Linked DNA regions of Sus scrofa: region 2 is linked to region 1. Evidence: chromatin contacts called from public HiChIP or PLAC-seq data. All regions are on one chromosome and are shown on one strand. Each heading gives the region's core, a stretch centred on a gene start, on an enhancer-like site or on the middle of the called end of the contact. The rest is flanking DNA. Distances are from core to core; before and after follow the strand shown. Region 1 overlaps TCTN1 (tectonic-1). Region 2 overlaps CCDC63 (coiled-coil domain-containing protein 63).

The links. HiChIP or PLAC-seq counts read pairs in DNA pulled down with a chosen protein or histone mark.
Region 2: an H3K27ac HiChIP or PLAC-seq map of alveolar macrophages shows a contact between it and region 1. The contact joins two enhancer-like sites. A contact is called at or near these places in 1 of 47 Hi-C or Micro-C datasets (embryonic fibroblasts) and 1 of 2 datasets of contacts at active chromatin or transcription factors (alveolar macrophages).

What each region holds. Positions count from the first base shown.
Region 1 is chr14:31,960,297-31,967,430 of Sscrofa11.1, forward strand. The region is part of intron 1 of TCTN1 (tectonic-1); the gene reads left to right. Among named protein-coding and RNA genes, the nearest start is that of TCTN1, 9.9 kb to the left of the region's middle. Within about 2 kb of position 4,980, at least 9 of the 83 cell types and tissues checked have an H3K27ac peak or open chromatin away from gene starts, as enhancers often do. A contact at or near this core is called in alveolar macrophages, where this site is marked.
Region 2 is chr14:32,179,720-32,186,979 of Sscrofa11.1, forward strand. CCDC63 (coiled-coil domain-containing protein 63) reads left to right here. Exons shown (of 13, transcript XM_021072528.1): 7 at 965-1,146; 8 at 4,577-4,797. Among named protein-coding and RNA genes, the nearest start is that of MYL2, 30 kb to the right of the region's middle. Within about 2 kb of position 5,547, at least 2 of the 83 cell types and tissues checked have an H3K27ac peak or open chromatin away from gene starts, as enhancers often do. A contact at or near this core is called in alveolar macrophages, where this site is marked.

The DNA of each region.
Region 1 (7,134 bases), core at 3,730-6,229:
GGTTAAGGACTGGTGTTGCCACAAGCTTCAGTATAGGTGGCAGATGAGGCTCTCGGATCTGGTGTTGCCATGGCTGTGGTGTAGACCAGCATCTGCACCTGCAGTTCTGACTCAACCCCTAACCTGGGAATGTCCATGTGCCGCAGGATCAGTCCTTTAAAAAATTAAAAAAAGAAAGAAAGAAAGAAAAGAAGGTAGAACGGTGTTTTCCAGGGCCTAGAGGGCAGAGGGAATGAGGAGTTATTGTTTAATGTGTATGGAAAGTTTCAGTTTTGCAAGATGAAAACTGTTCTTGAGATGGATGGTTGTGTGATTTCACAATAATGTGAATGTGTTTAATGCCACTGAACCGTACACTTTTAAATGCTGCCTTAAATTTTATGTCATGCATGTTTTACCACAATTAATATTTTTAAAAGGTTAGAGCTTCTGCACAATAAAAGACACCATTAAAAAAATACTTAAATAAAATAAAAATGCTAAGCCACAGGAGTTCTTTGGTGGTACAGTAGGTTGAGGATTCAGTGTTGTCTTTGCCATTGTGCTGTTGTCCCTGCTGTGGTGTGGGTTCCATCCCTAGCCTGGGAACTTCCGCATGCCAAGGGCACAATCAAAAAGGAAAAAACAATAAGCCACAGTCTGAGAAAAGATATTTGTAATGCATAAAGCCAAGAAAGGATTAGTATCCCCAGTACATCAAGAACTCCTTCACTACAGAATAGAAATAGACTCATGGACAGGGAGAGCAGATTTGTGGTTGCCAAGGGGAGGGGGAGGGAGTGGGATGGGCTGGGAGTTCGGATTAGTAGATGCAAACTATTACATTTAGAATGGATAAGCAGTGATGTCCTATGTACAGCGTAGGGAACTATATCCAATCACTTGTGATGGAACATGGTGAAAGAATAATATGAGAAAAAGAATGTATGTATATGTGTAACTGGGGACTTTGCTGTGCAGCAGAAGTTTACAGAACATTGTGAATCAATTACAGTAAAAAATTTTAGGAGTCCCTGTCGTGGCTCAGCGGAAATGAATCTGACTAGAATCCATGAGGATACAGGTTCGATCCCTGGCCTTGCTCAGTGGGTTAAGGATCCAGTGTTGCTGTGAGCTGTGACATAGGTTGCAGACGTGGCTGGGATTCTGTGTTGCTGTGGCTTTGGCGTAGGCCTGCACCTATAGCTCCAATTTGACCCCTAGCCTGGGAACCTCCATATGCCTATGCCGAGGGTAGGGCCCTAAAAAGCAAAAAAAAAAAAAAAGGTAGAAAAATATAAAAAATGTCCAACAGTATGTTAAATTAGATAAAGAGGCCATTCGATTGAGATGGTTCTAATACTTTAATAGCCTACATATTTCAGCCAAAAAGTAAATGCCTTTAGGTTAAGAAATCAGAACCTAAGGACAACCAATCACAAACAACCAACTAATCTTTCTCAAATAAGGCAACCACTTAAACTCAGCCAATCAAATTATTATTATTATTATTTTTTTTTTTTTTGTCTTTTTGCTATTTCTTGGGCCGCTCCCGCGGCATATGGAGATTCCCAGGCTAGGGGTCCAATCGGAGCTGTAGCCATCGGCCTACACCAGAGCCACAGCAACGCGGGATCCAAGCCGCGTCTGCAACCTACACCACAGCTCACAGCAACGCTGGGTCGTTAACTCACTGAGCAAGGGCAGGGACCGAACCCGCAACCTCATGGTTCCTAGTCGTTAACCACTGCGCCACGACGGGAACTCCTCAAATTATTTTCTTGCTGTGCTTCTATGTCTTTTCTATAAGTCTTGCCCCCAGCTCCTGTCCCTGAAGCACCCAAGCACTTCTGGTTTGGTATTGCCTGATTTGAATCAATTTTTGCTCAAACTCAAAAATTTTTCCTTTTTTAAAAAATTGAAGTATAGTTAATTTACAGTATTGTTAGTCTCATCAAAAGTTTCAATAGGCCTCGGCTTATTTTTTTAACAGGGTACTTCAGAAGAGAAAACCCAATAGACATGAAGAGATACCCAATTGCGTTAGTACTCAGGGACATGACTGCAGGGGGGAGACTAAATCTGGATGGACAGAGAAAGCCTCTCTGAATAGGTGTCATTTCAACTGAAACCTAAATGCAAATTTGAGAAAAACAGCTAGCTGTTCAGGGTTCTGGAGGAAGGGCATTATTCCAGGCAGAGGGAAGAGCAAATGCAAATGTACTGGGTTGGGCAATGTCTTAAATCAGCCCAGGTTGCCATAAAAATTACCATATAACCTGACCCCCTTGCTGTACAGTGGGAAAATAAAAAAAGTAAAATAAAATAAAATAAAATGCTTACAATGGGAAAAAAAAAAAAAGACAGACACTGAGCCTTATGCATTTGTATGTCCCCAGTACCTTGAATGGTGCATCAAACAAGGTAAATGCTCAATAAATGCTGAAAGGATGGGTGGCTAAAAAAAAAAAAAAATTACCATAGAATGGGTGGCTTAAAGAACAGATTATTTTCTCAGAGTTCTGGAAGCTGGAAATCTGAGAAGGGGGTACCACGAAGCTTGGGTTTGGTGAGAGGTCTCTTCATGGCTTGCAGATGGCTTCCTGCTTGCTATATCTTCATGTGGCTTCCTCTTATAAGGGTACAGCTCTATCAGATTAGAGCCTCTTCCTTATGACCTCATTTATTTATTTATTTTCTTTTTAGGGCCACACTCATGGCACATGGAGATTCCCAGGCTAGGGGTTGAATTGGAGCTACAGCTGCCGACCTATACCACAGCCACAGCAACACACAGTTGTGTCTGCAGCCTACACTACAGCTCAGGGCAACACTGGATCCTTAACCCATTGATCGAGGCCAGAGACCGAACCCATAACCTCTTGGTTTCTGCTGTGCCACAATGGGAACTCCCTTATGACCTCTTTTAATTTCATGTACCTCCCCAAAGCCTTGTCACTAATTATAGTCGCATTAGGGCTTCAACATATGCATTTTGAGGGACACAGACATTCAGTCTATAACACCTTGGGGTAAGGTTTGTTTCTTTATTTATAGGCCATGCCCATGGCATGTAGAAGTTCTCTGGCCCAGGAATCGAACTCTCACTGCAGCAGTAACCAGAGCCATAGCAGCAACAAGGCCAGATCCTTAACCTGCTGAACCATCAGGGAATTCCAAAAGCTTGATTTAAAAAGATTTGAGGAGGCCAGGACTTCAGCACTGAAACGTGTAAGTGAAATTCTGGAGATCAACTCTGAAATTGGATAAGATAGAATGATTCTTCCTGTAGTCCATTTTTGGAAATACGAAGAATGATGCCTTATTCATAGTGAGTGGAGGGGAATTTGGAGGGAAATTCTATCAGCTTTTTATTCCTTCCCAAAGGCACAAAAACTCTGCCCCCTTCACAGGGGATTTCCCTCCTTCTGTCCTCTGAGTTTGACAACACAGTGGGATGCAGTCCCTAAGTTCCTTCTTTCTTTGCTACCTTCCATGGTAACACAGGGCTCTTAGATCATACGTTTTCCTGCTGAGTACTGGGGAACAACAAAAGTGTAACAAACAACAATGTCTAAACATGACTCATTCAAATAGAGAATGAACCTATGTCAAAAATGTGTTCAACTTGGTAAAGAGGAAACAGTAAGAAGGTAAAACTTGTTCAGAGAACCAGGAAGTAGGTATTTGAGGAAGTAGGAGTCTTTGATACTAACCTGGTTACTCTTTGCAGGGAATAAAAATGATGAGCTTTGGGGTTCTTTTTGATAGTGGAGAGGAATACTTTGAAACTCAAACCAGACAAAAATCAGAGACTTTAATCAATAGTAAATAGCCAGGCAAATGTACATCCCTTGGCCTACATATCCAGCCAGTCGGCCAGGTCTGGCTCTGCTGCTTTTGTTTATAATAAAGTTTTATTGGATCACAGCCATATCCATTTGTTTACAGATTGTCTGAGGCTGCTTTTACTCTACAACAAGGGAGTACTATGATGTCTAAGTTTACTTGATAGACAGCCTATAGCCCCAAAGTCTAAAATATTTACTATCTTGGACCTTTACCAGAAAAAGCCTTCCAACCCCTGCTAGAGAATTAATCCTTGGGTGGACTTGCTAAACAATGTCCTAGATGACATGAAAATAACTGCACTGCCCTCTCTTGGTCTTATTTCCAAATTTTGGATCATTTTTCTTAATAAGGAAATGTTTGGTTTAAAAATTGGGGGACTTTTTTTTTTGTACTTCTTTTTTGGCCAGCATGAGGAAGTTCCCAGGCCAGGGAACAATCCTGAGCCACAGCTGTAGCCAGAGCCACAGTAGTGACAATGCTAGATCCTTAACCCGCTGAACCACGAGTGAACACCTTGGGGGACATTCTGAGAGTTGTCATCTCTGGCCTTAATTCATAAATCCTCCTGTTCACCCACTCCAACACCTCAACACCTGCTTTAGGCATTGTTGACTGTCTCAATGCCACTTCACCTCCCAATCCTTTTCTCCATGGGTGGAGCTTATAAAAACCCCCTTTTAAGGGCTAATAAGCTTGAAAAAGAATTGGTGTTAAGTAATGTCCTTTACAGAGTCATTTGTTCAAGAGGGCATCCTGTCCTGAAGTTAGGACTCCAATTAGGAGTCCTAACGAAATCCTGGTGCTTCATGGTAGTAGTAGGTTCACAAGGAAAGGTTTTCTTTGGAGGTCCTCTCAGCTTGTTTTTTTTTTTTTTTTTTTTTTAATTTTCCCACTGTACATCAAAGGGGTCAGGTTATCCTTACATGTATACACTCTGAGCTTGTTTGAATTAAGTTCTACGGCTGTGGCTAACTGCAGGTTTTGAAAAGGCAACAATGGCGTGTGCTTGACTACTGCTGCTTCCCTGGTTCGTGGCACATAATAGGTGCTCAGTACATATTTGTTGATTGAATGATAGAAAGAATATAGAGGGTTTGTTTTCCCCTCAGGGTCAGCCCTGTGTGAGAAACGGTTTTGGTGACAAAGGCTGCCACCTGCAGGGTAAATATGAAACTGCAAGATTCAAAATTAGCCCTAAGGAAAAACACAATTTAAGATCACCAGAGAATCAATTTTTCTCCTTTAGCTTAAGGCAGAATTAATCAACATCATTTGGTCCTTTCCAATTAAAGAACCCTTAACTTTATTTATTTATTTATTTATTTATTTATTGTCTTTTTGCCTTTTCTTGAGCCGCTCCCGCGGCATATGGAGGTTCCCAGGCTAGGGGTCGAATCTGAGCTGTAGCCGCTGGCCTATGTCAGAGCTACAGCAATGCGGGATCTGAGCAGCGTCTGCAACCTACACCACAACTCAGGGCAACGCTGGATCCTTAACCCACTGAGCAAGGCCAGGGATTGAACCCACAACCTCATGGTTCCTCGTCGGATTCGTTAACCACTGCGCCACGACGGGAACTCCAACTCTTTCTTTAATGACATTTAAAAATTTTTATTGTCTTTTTAGGGCCCCACCTGTGGCATGTGGATGTTCCCAGGTCAAACCAGAGATGCAGCTGTCATCCTACACCACAGCCACAGCAATGCAGATCCAAGCCACATCTGAGATCTACATAGCTCACGGCAACACCAGATCCCCAGCCCACTATGTGAGGGCAGGGATCGAACCCATATCCTCACAGATACTAGTTGGGTTTCTAACCCACAATGGGAACCCCATTTAATGACATTTTAAAGCCTTTGGAGTGCTTAATAAATGCGCCTAGTGTGGTATTGTGCACACAGTTTTGCCACAGGTAACACTAGTATCCCCATTTTCTAAAAGAGGAGTCTGGAAGGAGAAAGCATGCCTGAGTTATACAGCTAGAAGGCAGCAAAAGTGGGAATTTGAACTCAAACATCATGGCTTCAGAATGTGTGCTCTTAACCATTTCAGTATACTACATCTCTATGCCTGATATAGAAAATGTTTGCAGGAAACATATAGAAACAGTGGGAATGGAACCCACGCAGATATCTCTGCTCTCTCCTGAAACACTACTAAAATGATAAAAAGAGAATCTGAAAGGTCTGAACCCAAAGAGAACAAGAGAGAACATGCTCATAAAAGATGTCAAATTCTTTCTGGAAGATAGGAGGCAGATAAATGCTGAGCTGAGTGGAGAAACCCTAGGTCTAAAGAAGGGGATGCCAGTGAGAAGTAAACTGGTTGGAGCTGCTGAACTCCAGAAAGGCTCAGAAATTGAGATCCCAGGTACCCGGGAGAGAAGGGGATTGAAGACATAATTATTGGACATATATACTAGGAGCTGTTAACCCCGCAGTCCCCTCCTTTGACTCCTTGCCCCAATCCCTGCACAGAGGATGCTTTGGAGAACTTGAAACCTGGCAACTCTTGGTTTAGAGATAGCACTCAGAGAAAAGGGTGGAAGTGAGGCAACATGCTAAAAACAGAGGGATTATACGGAAGTGTGCAACTAAAAAAAATCTTTTAAAAATAATCGTATGTTTGTTGGTAGTATTGATACTGTTATTCTGAGATTTAGCACTCTGCTAAGTGTATTTTGGGACAAAGCAAATAATAAATATGTTGGAGTTTTGAGAACCAAGCTTTATGGTGTGGGAGGAAGGATATACATATATAAGATCATTATGGTTAAGTAAAACCCCTCTTGTCTTTTTTTTTAAGTATAGTTGATTTACAGTGTTGTGCCAATTTCTGCTGTGACTCAGTCATATATATATATATATATATATATATATATATATATACATTCTTTTAAAAATATTATTTTCTGTCATGGTCTATCCCAGGAGATTGGATGTAGTTCCCCTATGCTATACAGTAAGATCTTATTGTCTATCCATTCTAAATGTGATAGTGGAACCCTTCTAGTCTTGATTTTAGTTGGAAATATCAGTATGATAGATTTTATCAGAGAGGTTAAATAACTTGCTCAAGGTCACCCAGCTGAGTTAACAAGAATAACTCAGGCTGGTCTTGCTCCATAGTTTGTGATGATCAATCTTCTTGGTGGGTCAGGGCCAGAGGGCCTCCTGAAGGAGATGAGATTTGAATAATAAGTAGGAACAATAAATGGACTTCTCTTTACCATGACCCAGGAATCCTGGACTGATCTGGAAGGAGTTTGTTTCTGAAATGTCAAAACCCAGGGCCAGCCTC
Region 2 (7,260 bases), core at 4,297-6,796, 220 kb after region 1:
TTCCTACTCTGGACCACTTCTACCTCCTGTGCTTTTGGGTTGAAGAACCTTAAATCATCACCATAATAACTCTGAGTGCCAATGTGTCTTCCAAGTATGAGGCTAGATGCTCCGGGTAGTATTTCCACCCTTACAACAGCCATAGGAGTAATTACCCTCATTTTACAGACCAGGAACTGGAGGCTTGGAGATGCCAAAATACTTACCTGAGATCCAGGTAAATGGCAGATGTGGTGGAGGTGAAATTCAAACCCCTATGCTGTACCACATCATCCAGGTGCCCCTGCCTCTATCTTCGGGGCCTTCTCAGTCTGGGCTGTCTCCTGGCCTCACACCCAGAGGGGCACGAGCCATACCATTCAGCTGTGAGAGTACAGGTTTTGGAGTCAGAGAGGTCTGGGTTTGAATCCTGGCTCCATCAGTACAATGTTGTTATAGGACCTCTTTGGGTGGTGTGAAGCTTAAATTAAATATGTACATAAGGGAGTGGCTGGGACTCAGTAATTGACAAGTGGTGGTAATGATGGTAACTGTGATAATGGTGATATGTGATGACGTTGATGGTGATGCTGGCAGTGATGGTGGTGGTGGTGGTGATGCGCCAGGTGATGATGCTCATGATGCTGCTGCTGGTGGTGGTACTGATGGTGATGTTGCTCATGATGCTGGTGGTGGTGGTGATGATGATGATGTTAGTGATGATGGTGGTGATGCTCCTGGTGATGATGAGGAGGAGGATGGTGATCGTGGTGATGATAGACAATCATTTCCTGGGGGTGGTCTAGAGCTGTCAGCTTCTGTTGTTCAGGTAAGGAGGGTTGTTCCTCTAATCCCAGGATTCTCCATGATTAAAAGAAGTCATGGCCATTGACTAGGCAGGAAGTCCTTCTGGACTGGTAGGGAGAGAAGAGGAGAAGGAAGGAGATTCTGGACACTCAGGCTCTGTTGTGCCCCCCGTGCCCAGGCTGGAAGCCATGGCCCGAATGGCTGCCATGAAGGACCGGCAGCAGAAGGACATCTCTCAGTACAACCTGGAGATCCGAGAGCTGGAACGCGTCTATGCTCATGAAACCAAACTCAAGTCCTTCCTGCTCGTCAAGCTAAATGATCGCTTGGAGTTTGAGGAGCAGGCCAAAAAGGAAGAAGGTAACTCTTCCTAGGTGCTCTTTCCCTCTCTTTCTCTTTCTCTACTGAAGGTGCCTGATCTCCTTGCAGTGGGGTTGCCAAATTTAGCAAATACAAGACACCATTAAAATTTCAGAGGAACAATAAAATTTTAGTTCCATGCAGTATTTGAGACATATTAAAAAAAAACTATTTTTGGTTTATCTGCAATTGGGACATATATTTTTCAAAATATATTGTTTGTCTGAAATTCAGATTTGACTGGGTGCCTTGGATTTTGTCTGCTACCTGGAACCTGCAGGATGTGTCCTCACTTTGTGGCTCTCCTTCCATTGTCTGGGGGAGGAACTTGTGTGTCAGGGTACCCCCAAACCACCCCCAGGCTTGGTGATTTTTCCAGGAGGACTCACAAGACTCAGCACTTCATTGCAAACGTGTCTGTGATGCAGGGACACAAAAATCAGCAAAGATAAAAGGTGCATAGGGTGAACCAGGATCCAGAGGGAACCAGGATCTCCTGGTGGAGTCACATAGGACATCTTAATTCCTCCAGCATCTGTGACAACACATGTGAAGACTGAGGAGCTCATTAGAGACTCAGTGCCCAAGATTCTTACTGGAGGTGGTTGCATAGGCAGCCCCTCCCTAGTACAAACTGAAATTCCATCCTCCCAGTAGGAAGGCAGGTTTTTGGCATAAATCACATGGTCTGTGCAGTCTGGGTACCATAGCCACTCTTAGCATTTAGGGAAAGGGATTGTTTTCTATCAGTGCAGGGAGCTGTTCACCATTTCAGTTGAAGGCCATGGGCCAGCCTTTCAAGTAGGCTTTCTAAGGAGAGCAGTTCAGGGCTGCTACATTCACTCTCCTGAACATACTGAAAGATTCAAGCTCTTTGGAGAGTCCCACTATGCAGCTGCATTTGTTCTTTGTTCTTTCAGCCCCTTCTAACCTGTCCTGCTTTGTCACTTGAGACTGTACAGCTAGAAGTGTGTTTCTGAGAAACCCCATCTTTCACTTTCTAACATAGCAAATATCACCTTTTGGACCTTCTGTTTACTCATCCATCCATCCATCCTTCCATCCTCCACCCACCCATCCATCCACCCATCCATCCATCCATCCATCCATCCATCCATTCATCCTTCCTTCCATCTTCCATCCACCCATCCATCCACCTTCCATTTTCCATCATCCATCCATCCATCCATCCAACCATCCTCCATCCACCTATCCATCCATTTACTGAACCACTGGCTCATGCCAGCTTCCATTCTCTGCATGCGGCATGCCTGGCTTCCACTGAGGCCTCACAACATCTTCAAGAGGCAGATATTATTAACACCTCCAGTTCACAGATGAGGACACTGTAGCTCAGAGTGGATACATGGATATAGCCAATGTCTCCTTGATGTAAGTAACTGATCCAGGACCCCATCCAAGATATGTCTGCCCCCCCAAAGCCTGAGGTCCCTACTTCCATCCACTTTCTATCCTAATCCACTGAACAGCCTCAAAGTTCTACTAAGCATCCAAGACCCAAACCATGGAGTCAAACGGAGCTTTTCCCATTCACTGCCACCCCAGATGACTCATACATCCAACCTTCCTCTTTTCACTGCCTTATCTTGTCATCATCCCCATCATATCTCCTCTAGCAGCTTCCACTGGCTCTCCCAGCCTCCAGGCTCCTCCTGTTCCAAACATTCCTCCCTGTGATTCTTCAGGGTACATTCTTCACCACGGATGACTCCTTCCTTCATCCATCCAATCAGTGCCTTCCTAGACTTCCAACAAATTTTAACGAGCACCTACCCTGAAACAGGCACCCTGTTGGGGACTGGAGACAGAGTGGTGATAAGACAGTGTTAGTGCTTGATGCCATGGAGCTTATGGTCTAGATATGGAGACACAGAAAAAATGAATAAATAGACAAATACGAACACTTCAGGTTATGATAGAACTTTTCAAAGGAAAAAAATCAGGTTGAGATGAAAAGGCAAGGGGGGCACCTTTCTTGAAAAGGGTGGCCAAGGAGGGGCTGTTCAGGCTGTGATGTAAAGGACAAAAAAAAAAAATCCATTTGTGTGGGGGTGAGGAATCCAGGCAGAGACAAAGGCCCAGAGGCAGGAACATGGTAACTGGAGTGCAGAAGGGAAGCTGGAGAAACAGGAGGCCACTCCTCTGGGACTGACCATGCCCCAGGTCCTGCACATGCTAGGAGATGGTAGGGAATAGGACAAAAGTCCTGACCTCCTGGAGCTGACCTTCTGTCGGGGGAGATGACAAATTGGCAAATGCAGAAGTTAATCTGACCTCTTGGGAATCCATGAGCACAATGACAAAGATAAAACAAGGCCAGTGACAGAGAGTGGCCAGGGGCTGCTTTACCTATGGTGGTCAGGGTGGGCTTCTTGGAGGAGGTGACATCTGGGCAGATACTTGCATATCACAAGGGAACCAGCCATGCAGAGGTCTAGGAGAAATGTATCCCAGGCAGAGGGATCTGTGAGTGCAAAGGCCCTGAGGTGGGAGTATTTCCAGAACAGAGAGGAGACCAGTTGGCTGGAAGGAGTTGGTGCCAGCAGGAGAGTGGCAGGCAGTGGGGTTGGAGGGGTGGGAAGGAGACAGATCACACAGGGTCTTGTAGGCTGCACGGGAAGAGCTCGGCATTGCTTCTAAGTGTGGTGGGAGGTCACTGGGGGACTAAGGCAGAGGAGACTGAGTCTGACAGTGATGAGGCACTGAGGGGCGAGGGGATCAGATCTTAAAACTGAGAAGCTTCAGCTTCACCCTCAGGACAGTGGAGAACCACACATATAAGGAGGTCACGTGGCCAGATGTGCCTAGGAAGATCTAGAAAGATCCTTCTGATTGCTCTGTGGAGGCCCAATCAGAGAGATAAGACTGGGTTCAAGAGAGATGGGCCTATTGCAGGTATCAGGCTGGAGAGCAAGTCTTGGAGAACTTTCATGGTTCTAATTCCTTGCATTTGCCAAACTCTGAGTCTGCCTAAGGCCCTCTGCCAACAGGGCTTCCTTGACCTTCATCTTGCTCAAATGTCACCTCCTTCAAGAGGGCTTCCCCAGCCACCAAGCTCCCCCATCACAGCACATGTTACATCTCCTCCATGTCCTAGGCCACAATGGTAATTATTGGATTTCTTTTTCTGTTTACTTGAATATCTCTCTCTCTCTGTTCTCTTTGTGGCTGGTTCCTCTGCCAAAAGCTCCATGGAGCAGGGATTTTTTATCTACAGAGCCCAGCACAATGTCTGGCACAGAGCAGGTGCTCAATTTGATACTTGTGAAGTGGGACTAAGGAGGGGAGGTCCCGCTCCATCTCTTGGGAAAGTTTAGCCCCCTCCCCAAGGGGCATGCATACCTCCACCGGGCATGGCTCTGAGCAGCTTCCCTTTCACACTCATGGTGGCCAGCTCTTCCTTTTCCAGCTCTCAAGTCAAAGAAGCACAGGAAGAAGAACAAGGGTGAGAGTTTTGAGAGCTACGAAGTGGCTCATCTCCGGCTGCTGAAGCTGATTGAGAATGGGAACCTGAATCAGCTCATTGAAGAGTTTCTGGCCAAGGAGGAGAAGAACTTCGCTCGGTTCACGTATGTGACGGAGCTCAACAATGACATGGAGACCATGCACAAGAAGACCGAGAGAATCCAGGTTGGGGCACCTCTTCTTTCCCAGGCCTGGGCCCGCCAGCTTCCACAGTGGTCTTCCCCAAATTGGGTTTCTCAGAACATCTTTGAGATGCTCTGAAGAAAAAAAGGGCCTCAAGTCACAAGAGTTTGGGAAACACTATATTCCATGGCATATTTTATAATCCACAGTTTGGTAAACGATATCCATGGCCAGATATGGCCCTTGGCCTGTTTTTGTCTAGTTCATGAGCTAAGAATAGTTTTTGAAGAGTTTAAGGGAAAAAAAAAGGAGTATGCAGGACAGACCACACGTGGCCTATGTAGCCCAAAATATCGACTATCTGGCCTTTGCCATCAAAGCTTGCTGACCCTTATTAAAAAACAGCTTCACAGAATTGAGGAGAGATGGTAAATTGATCTTGGAGAGAGCTGATGTTTTCGAGCATAGAAAAGACTCTGACAAGTCCTGTAGTACAGAAACCATTTACCTTTGTTGAACTCATAATTTCCCAAACTTAATTGGCTCCGCAGGCTACTTACTCCCCAGAACACACATAAACAGCCTTTGGAACTATGCACGGTAGAGAGTCTAAACCCCTTAGTGTGACATTCCAGTAACTTCAAAATTTGACTTTGACCTGCCGCTGCAGGCTCAGCTCCCATCAGGACCCCCAAGGCACTCTTGGCAGCTGCCAGTCCCAGCTGTCCCTGCATCTTCCTCCTCTGAGGCTTTCCTCGTGCTTCTTCCTCCCCCCAACCCCGGCTTTTCTTCTGATGCAATACCGCTCATTAGTCCTAATGCTGCACAAATGTCACTTCCTCTGGGAGTTCACTACTCTTCCCTCTGAGGTCCCTGTGCTCTGTTTATCTGACCAGGGGAGCCCTTCCTTCTGCAGTGTCACCATTTCCTAAATGTGGGGCCATGTGCAAGTAGACAGTAGCTAGCATATAGGTGAAACATTTTAATTTACTAGTAATGAATTCATTGTAATGAGGATTAGGAAAAACATAGCTACCAGAGCATTGTGATTCAATGGATAGGATTCCTTAGGGTGATAAATAATAGTAATAACAATAAACAAATAATGATAAACATAATAAGCAAAATTTGGTCAATTTAAAACTACTACTAATAATAGTGATAGGTAATAATTATACAGGTGGTAATGTGGAAACGGAGATGGTTGTATCAGTTACTGGGACTGTCAAAGGAGATAGATGGCATGCCCAAAATGGGTAAATTGAAGTGAGTTTTTAATTTTAATTTTTATTTATTTTTGCTTTTTAGGGCTGCCCCTGCGGCATATGGAAGTTCCCAGGCTAGGGGTTGAATCAGAGCTGTAGCTGCTGGCCTACACCACAGCCACAGCAACGCCAGATCTGAGCTGCGTCTGCGACCTACACTACAGCTCATGGCAATGCTAGATCCTTAACCCACTGAGTGAGGCCAGGGATTGAACCCATATCCTCATGGATGCTAGTCGGTTTCGTTAACCACTAAGCCACGAAGGGAACTCCTGAGGGGAGGCTTTGTTTTTGTTTTGTTTTTAAGGGACTATTTACAAAGGTCTAAGGGAATTAAGAAGGGAGAATGCAGAACAGCACAGCTGAGCTCCAGAATGGCTGAGGGGAGGGAGCAGTTTCTGGCCTCAGGAGACAGGTGTGTGGGAAAGGCTGTCTGTCCTTCCTGGAGGCCTGTGGCCAAACTAGTGACCAGCCAAGATGGAGGGCAAGTTCTCCCAACCCCACTGTCCAGTCCAGTCTCCAGCCAGGGTCTGCCCTTGGCTGGGCCCAACCTGAGCCAGAGAGCGAGGGGGAAAGGAGCCTGAATGGCCCTCTGTCTCTCTTCTGGAAGCTGATCTTCCAGAGGTTTGGCATATACCTTCTGCATACCCAGAGCACAGAGGAGGCACCAGGAAATGGTTCTCCAACAGTAATTGACCTTGGCCTTCCCAGTCACCTTGAGGCATGTTCCCTCCTTTCTCCTTCAGCCCCAGCCTGTCTCTGGTGTGAGGACAAGTATGTCTGAGGAAGGATGGATAAACTCTCACCATCTCTGTGCCTCAGTCTCCCCATCTGTAGAATGACATACTTGGACCAGAGCAGTAGTTTCTAAACTTTGATTAGAAAGCTACAAAACTTTTCTTTCAACCCAGGTTATGGGGAAACACCACTATGTAAAACAGATGAAATGGAGTGGTTCTGGAGAAGGGTAGAGGTGGGATGGGTGATGGGAGAGAATGTCTAGGACATTTTTTGCCGCCTTGTGGCAATTTTTTTTTTTTTGTCTTTTTGCCTTTTCTAGGGCTGCTCCTGTGGTATATGGAGGTTCCCAGGCTAGGGGTATAATCGGAGCTGTAGCCACTGGCCTACGCCACAGCCACAGCAACAACGCAGGATCCAAGCCCCTTCCGTGACCTACACCACAGCTCACGGCAACGCCAGATCCTTAACCCACTGAGCAAGGCCAGGGATGGAACCTGCA